Regions from separate parts of the Oryctolagus cuniculus genome. Here region 1 is linked to region 2. A link is a contact called in public Hi-C data. All regions are on one chromosome and are shown on one strand. Each heading gives the region's core, a stretch centred on a gene start, on an enhancer-like site or on the middle of the called end of the contact. The rest is flanking DNA. Distances are from core to core; before and after follow the strand shown.

Region 1 (3,682 bases), core at 220-2,719, 100 kb after region 2:
ATCCCCTTAGTCTGACCACTGTGTGGCATGGCGTGGACCCTGACAAACAGCCTGAAAACTCATGGCCACTGTTGATGAAGTGAGCGGTAGCCTCTCCTTTAAAGAGGAACCAAGTCGCTGAAAGCTTTTTGCAATGAGAGTTCCGGCTGGAACGGAATCTTTTAACCAAAAGTAAAAAAAATAGTGTTGTGTTTACTGTTTTGTCATACTTAAGAAAACAATGCTATAATATTATTCACTTCACCTCGCGCTCCTATTCCACCCTCACAGCTGTCCTGGGTGGGGCTCTTCCTGGCCCCATCACAAAAAGCAGGAAAAATGAGCTCCTGTTACCCAGGGCAGAATCCGGGCAGCAGGGGAACCGGAAGTTTTTGTGAGGCGGGGAAATGTACCATGGTGGGGGTGGGGGCGGGGAGGAAGGGCCTCTTTAAGGAAAATAACAGAAAACCACGAGCGAGCGAGCGTGAGATTGGTCTGGGAGCCTTAGAGCAGGTCTCACAAGATGCCTAAGCCTGCGTTAGCTTCCTCGGGGGTCAAGCAGGCACCAGGCAGAACTTAGCCAGAAGCGGGGGTCGCGGGGGGCTCTGAAGGCACCAGCGCCGGGCAGGGAGATAACGGGTATCTCCACCCTTGCTGGGTAGCGAGTTCCTGAGGAAGCCCCGGAGCCTTCCTGCCGCGGCGTCCCCCATCCACGTGCTGTCCGTGGGTCGGGGGTTTAAAGGATGAGCCTGGCGCCTCGCGGACCCCTGGAACACAGGGCCCTGCCTGCAGCCGCCCCCCTCCCGGAGGAGGGGGGTTCTATAGAGCCAGGGGTCCGCCCCAGGGCCTGGCTGTGGTAAGCTCTGCTAGCAGCAAGCTGTGACTTTGGAAAGTTGCAATTTGTTCGTGGGAGCGGCTGGCACAGCTGCCTCTGGTCACATCCCGGGGCTACGCAGCCCTCCATCCACCCAGGTCGCTGTCGGGGTGTTGTTGCAGGAGGGCGTTCCTGACATCCGCTGGGGTTCTCTGAGACGGCGGGCTCGGGACAGCCGGCCTTAAAAAGGGATAAAATGGCTTTTGGGGGGTTTTTTCTTGTTTAGGGACAGGGTGGCGTTGCAAGGCAGCCAGTGCGTCGTGGAAGAAGAGGAAAAGGGAACATCTGGAAGGTGGCGGCCCTAAGACCCCGGGGCAGTCCCGGAGGCGCAGGCAAAGTCCTGTCCATCACGGAAGCCTGGCGCGCGCTCTAGCGCCCCACGCTCACGGACCGAAAGTTCTCGAGGGGCCAACGGCAGGGGCCGACGGCGGGCCCACGCGGCGGGCAGCCCCGCGGGCGCGCTCACCTTGCGGCCGTTCACGTAGAAGAGCAGCTCGGGCGCCGGCTCCATGGTGACTGACGGCTGCGCGGGGCGCACGGCGGAGAGCGGGGACCGCGGTTCCGAGGAGCAGTCCAGCGGACAGCGAGCGTCCGCACCGAGGTTCGGCGTGGCGAGTGGGCGGCGAGGGAGACGCCGGGATAAAACCGTGCGGCGCCGACGTCAGCGCGGCGCTCCCGGGGGCTGCGGGCGTTGGGCGAACCTGGCCCTGACCCGGTCACCTCCCGGCGGGCGGTGCTCAGAGGCAGCACCGCGCCCTGTGGCCTCGTGCCAGACCTCGCGTGCCAGACCTCGCTGTGGCCCTCGTGTTTTATGACCTCGTTTAGACGGGATTTGTCCCTCCCTCCGCATTGTGCCTGCTGTGGGCTTGCATGCTTCATTGCACGCAATCATTTGTTCCAGCTTTGCAGGACGGATGGTTCAATGGCTTCGCCTTACAGGTTGAGCAATAATCCTTAAAGCTTGTTTTTTAAAATCAGGGGCTATTTTGACATAGTGATATCGCTTTTTATTTTTTAAAGATGTTATCAGTACTTACAGCTATTCAGTTATGGGATAATGACTAATTAACCACAAAGTTTATCTGGTAAATATTGAGATGTAGGGTCTGTGGCATAGCCCGTAAAGCTGCGTCCTGAGTCGCAGGCATTCCCTATGGGCGCCAGTTCGAGTTCCAGCTGCTCCACTTCTGATCCAGCTCTCTGCTATGGTCTGGGAAAGCAGCAGAAGATGGCCCAAGTCCTTGGGCCCCTGCACCCACGTGGGAGACCGGGCTTATGCTTGGCCTAGCTGTTGTGGCCATCTGGGGAGTGAACCAACAGATGGAAGATCCCTGTCTCTCCCCCCCCCTCTGTAACTCTGCCTTTAAATAAATAAATAAATAAAATATTTTCAAAGAGTGATGTAAAGCATTTTGGGAAATTCTGAAAAGCATAAAAATACAAATCACCTGTAAGTCCACAACTTAGAATTTATCACTGCCAACTTTTTGGTAGTATCTTTCCGTTTTTAAAATTTGGAGTAGGGGCCGGCGCTGTGATGCAGTGGGTTAACGCCCTGGCCTGAAGCACCGGCATCCCTCATGGGCGCCAGTTCCAGACCCAGGTGCTTGGCGCAGCTCCGGCCAATTGGGGAGTGAGCCATTGGGTGGAAGATCTCTCTCTCTCTCTCTCTCTCTCTCTCTCTCTACCTCTCCTCTCTCTCTGTAACTCTGACTTTCAAATAAATAAATAATGGCCGGCGCCGTGGCTCAATAGGCTAATCTTCCGCCTAGTGGCGCCGGCACACCGGGTTCTAGTCCCGGTCAGGGCGCCGGATTCTGTCCCGGTTGCCCCTCTTCCAGGCCAGCTCTCTGCTATGGCCCGGGAGTGCAGTGGAGGATGGCTCAAGTGCTTGGGCCCTGCACCCACATGGGAGACCAGGAAAAGCACCTGGTTCCTGGCTTCGGATCAGCGCGATGCACCGGCCGCAGCGCGCCGGCCGCAGCGGCCATTGGAGGGTGAACCAACGGCAAAGGAAGACCTTTCTCTCTGTCTCTCTCTCTCTCTCTCACTGTCCACTCTACCTGTCCAAAAAATAAAAATAAAAATAAAATAAAATTAAAAAAAAATCTTTAAAATAAATAAAATTTTAAAACCTTTAACTCAAATGAACTCAAACTAGTTATTTTCTGGGTTCCTTTTCACATAGCACATTTAGAACATTTTTCCGTGTCATTTCATTTTCATAGACAATTTCCAAAAGTTCTCCTTAAGAGAAAACGTAATAATAATGGTAATGATAATGATAACCCAAACTCCTGGCTGAGACGTAATGATGGTCAGCATGTTGCCATACTCCCTTATTTCTTTTGGAGTGTTTTAAAACCAAACCCAGACACATTTTATTCCTAAATACTTTAATATACACACATTTCTCTCAGACTCCATGGCACTTCCAAGTGTCTAACGGTGTCATGTTTTACACTTGGTTTTTATCTGTTTGACTCAAACAAGGGCTAGTCAAGGTTTATGCTTGTGGTCTCTTTACAGCCAGAACAATCTCCTCACCTACTTCCCCTTTCCAGTACTGTGAACGTGTCCAAGAAGAAATCAAGTCAGTTGTTCTATAGAAAGAAGTCACATTTTCAGGGCCAGCACTGTGGCATAACAGGTAAAGCTGCCATCTGTGATGCCGGTTCGTGTCCCGGCTGCTCCACTTCCAATCCAGCTCCCTGCTACTGACCTGGGAAAAGCAGCGGAAGATGGCCCAAGTTCTTGGGACCCTGAACCCATATTGGGGTCCCAGATGAAGCTCCTGGCTCCTGGCTTTGGCTCTGCCCAGCCTGGCTA
Region 2 (3,854 bases), core at 1,132-3,631:
TTCTCAGATAAAGAGCCAGAACCATGAGGTTGACTCAGCAGTAATGAAACCACAGGTGGAGCCAGCAACACTAACAGGTGTGTGTGTGTGTAAACCACAATTTTCCAGTTGTCCAGAGGACTACAAGGTGACAGAAATGGGTGTTTTAGGTAGAAATTTCCCTAGCATCACCCACACTCTCATTGTACTAGTATATTTCTACAAGATAGAACAAAAAGTTTTTTTAAAAAAAATCTGCATTTTTCTAGTTATCAAAGTCAAACAGATTTGTTAATAGAAAATACATGAAAAAGTGTTAAGAAGAGCATAAAAACACAAGATCTTTTACTTAGTGCTTGCACATTTATATCTGGCTTTAAAATCAAAATATGCAGTGTTTTCAATGGGTATTTATTTTTGGCTTTTCCTTCCTTCAAAATCCCAGACTCTCTGTAATTAAAATTTAAAAATCACTTTAACAGAGCTAATCCCCAATTAGCCCAATTTTGGAAGCATCCCTGAGAGGGTGGAGGAGGCTGAAAGAATGTAGGCCTGTAAGATATCAACATCCTGTCACTCTTCGTCTATGTCTCCTCTTCCACAGGACTACCAGCTCTCCATGAAGAATCTTCTCTCGGAGCCTCAGTTTACCAGCAGACAGCGCAGTGCCTGGCACATGGTAAAAACCTCGGATTATAAAGTTAATAAACAAATGAGTGTTTAAAAAATGGTCACACTTTGTTTTAAATCTTTGTCAAGCAAACTGATAGGCATTTTATACTGGTATTCTATAGTTTTCATGATTTTGTGACTATTTTAAAACTGACTTTATGTGATTGCAGTTGAGCATCTTTTCATTTGATTAGGGTTTTTTTGTTTTGTTTTGTTTTTTGACAGGCAGAGTTAGACAGTGAGAGAGAGAGACAGAGAGAAAGGTCTTCCTTCCGTTGGTTCACCCCTCAAATGGCCTCCATGGCTGGTGCACTGCACCAATCCGAAACCAGGAGCCAGGTGCTTCTCCTGGTCTCCCATGGGGTGCAGGGCCCAAGCACTTGGGCCATCTTCCACTGCCCTCCCGGGCCACAGCAGAGAGCTGGACTGGAAGAGGGGCAACCGGGACAGAATCCAGCACTCTGACTGGGACTAGAACCTGGGGTGACGGCACCACAGGCGGAGGATTAGCCTAGTGAGCCAAGGTGCCGCCTTGATTAGGGTTTATAGTCCTTGCCTCTTTCCCTCCTTCCCTGCTGAATGATGGCCTTTCTACTTTGTATTTGTTGAACTCTTGGCTCACTGGAGTGTTAAGCCTTTGACTATAATGCGAACTAAAATAAATTATCTCAAAAGATGATAACTAAAATATTAAGTTGAATAAAATGGTTTTACCCCACTGGTATTTTTCTCTAAATAATGTGGATCTAAAGAACTGAGTGTTAATTTGTCAAGAAAAAAATTCCTGCCTGTCTTTGGCAGCTTTGGGACAATCACCACCAGTGGCTTGGCTGAGTTGGAGAAGGGAGACTAAAAGACTTCCTGGTGAAACCTGAGCTATTTAGCAGAGAAGGTGCTAGCTGTTTTCCTCTGCTGCTGGGGAAGAAACAGGCTGAGCACTCCTTGACTAGCTGAGGTGGCTAGAGACAGCTGGAAGGGTTCTGGGTAAATCAGCAACATCGGGCAAGTCCTGCTCTGCGCAGAGACTTGAGTCTCGAGACAAGAGGGACAGTCTTCTCCAGGACTTACTGAACCTAGGACATGGTCTTTTCCAAGGGCTGATGTGGTTCAACATTACAAGAGCCAAGGAGGTCTTCCCGCAGCCCCATGACCCTGTGATCTGGCTAGTGTCAAACAGCCCGAGCTTTCTTTAACAGAACCATCTGCAACACAAGCACCGTGTTACGGTAAATGAGAACACACCTTCTTCTGTGTTAGTCACAATAAATAATTCCAAAATCCTTGCAGGAGAGATAATAATGGGAGGGGAAACTCCTTTGAACTTCATATCAGGCCCTAAAAGATAGAAGAATTCTCGTTAGCGGGAGAGAAGCAATTGAGATCTCGTTTAGCAAGTAATGCTAAGACTTAGAAGTGTTTGTGATAGGCCTAATAAACAAAGTCCCCCTACATCTGAACTGAGTCTGACCCAAGCAGTGAAACATCTGTGGATTCCTTCATCCTAGAACCCTATGACAGAAACAGCTGCTTTACTAGTCACTGATGCCTGAAAGCATGGAAAATGTAACCTCAGAGAAATCTAATCGCCTTCTGCTGGACAAACTGTTCTTCAGGAACCAGAGATATTAATCTTGTCACAAGTTGGCCATCAACCAGGCAAGGGGTTGAGTCTGAATCATCAGGTATGTGTTTGGATTTCTGAGCAGACTCCAGAACTTTCACTAATTGGGATTTTCAACAGAGAAGAGGGAACCGGGTCCTCCACTACCTACCTAGAGAAGTGTTCCCCATCACCAGAGGTGCATCGGGGTGCTCCATCTTCAGCTCCAGGAGGCCTGCCAGGGTTCCTGGGGAAATCCAGGTAGTCTTCTCCCCGTGGAAAGTCAGAACTTTCTTTTGGGGATCTTCTGCCATTCTCTGCAGGAGATAATGCAGACTTAATGCTGATGTCAATGACAAAATACACAGACTTCATTGCATCTCACACACAGAACAATGGATCCCACCAGGGATCACAAAGGCTGGTACTGGCAGGACAACGCTCCCATCTGTCTACAATTAAATCCACTCTTTTGTGTGATTTGTTTTCCATCTCTTATAGCTTGAAAAGAACTAAGTGGATTTTAATGAAGTCTTATAAACAAACAAGAATCCTGTGTCCCACGGAGATTTACAACATCAGACTTCCAAATGAAGAAATCATGACTAAGTTACAAATAGTAAGAAAACACCAACGGGGAGCTGTATTGCACAGAGGGTTGTGTGCCATTTATTATCAGGCCAGCTTGTCGAATGGAAATTCACTGACCACATCTGGAGGTGGAGGAGCCAGATTCTAATCCCAGCCTATCCACTAAGTAGTCTGGAGGACTTAGGGAAGCCCTGGAACCTCTCCAGGCTAGGTTGCTATATCTGAAAATTAGGGATTTGAGTAGATGATATGAGAAGCCTTTCGGTTCTCAGATCTCACTGAAGTATGGAGTAAGGCTGGCTGTTTTGTTGAGCAGTGGAAATACAGTGGAAACAAAAAATGCTGGGTTTATTAGAGCCAGTGGGGCCCTTCCTCTCACAAACCATTTACTGCTTCCCAAGCAACATTGCGGGTTTTCAAGCACTAGATTAAAGTTGGTCTTTTCTCTGATCTAAAAGTAGAATAGTGGTTACTTGAATGACTACATTTTTTTCTCTAAAATAATGGCTGTGGCAGGTGACAAGGTGGATTGTGTTTGAGGAGATAGATCTCTCTACCCTGAGTGGACATTACACTAGTGTACTTGAATCAAAACAGCACATGGTATCCCATAAAATGAGTAATTTTTCTGTGTCAAAAATAAAACAATTTTAAAATAAGGTGGGAAATGGGGCTGGCACCGTGGCGCAGTGGGTTAACGCCTTGGCCTAAAGCACTGGGATCCCATTTGGGCACCGGTTCTAGTCCCAGCTGCTCCTCTTCCGATCCAGCTCTCTGCTATGGCCTGGGAAAGCAGTGGAAGATGGCCCAAGTCCTTGGGCCCCTGCACCCACGTAGGAGACCCGGAAGAAGCTCTTGGCTCCTGGCTTCAGATCGGCGCAACTCCTGCCGTTGCAGCCAACTGAGGAGTGAACCATCAGATGGAAGACCTCTCTCTCTCTCTCTCTCTCTCCCTCTCTTCTCTCTGCCTCTCCTCTCTCTGTGTAATGATGACTTTCAAATAAATAAATAA

The links. A called contact is a pair of places that touch in the nucleus more often than the background predicts.
Region 1: a Hi-C map of embryonic fibroblasts shows a contact between it and region 2, with 2.7 times the contacts expected there. The contact joins the promoter of AOX1 here to the enhancer-like site in region 2. A contact is called at or near these places in 3 of 6 Hi-C or Micro-C datasets (ear pinna, embryonic fibroblasts and skin fibroblasts).

What each region holds. Positions count from the first base shown.
Region 1 is chr3:39,547,337-39,551,018 of mOryCun1.1, forward strand. It overlaps AOX1 (aldehyde oxidase 1), which reads right to left and starts at 1,470. Exons shown (of 35, transcript NM_001081990.1): 1 at 1,320-1,470. The coding sequence starts at 1,364. It overlaps LOC127485683 (a long non-coding RNA gene), which reads left to right and starts at 352. Exons shown (of 2, transcript XR_007912611.2): 1 at 352-951; 2 at 1,080-2,260.
Region 2 is chr3:39,443,935-39,447,788 of mOryCun1.1, forward strand. AOX3 (aldehyde oxidase 3) reads right to left here. Exons shown (of 35, transcript NM_001308460.1): 9 at 2,424-2,568; 10 at 1,894-1,986. Among named protein-coding and RNA genes, the nearest start is that of AOX3, 24 kb to the right of the region's middle. Within about 2 kb of position 2,382, at least 1 of the 8 cell types and tissues checked has an H3K27ac peak or open chromatin away from gene starts, as enhancers often do. A contact at or near this core is called in ear pinna, where this site is marked.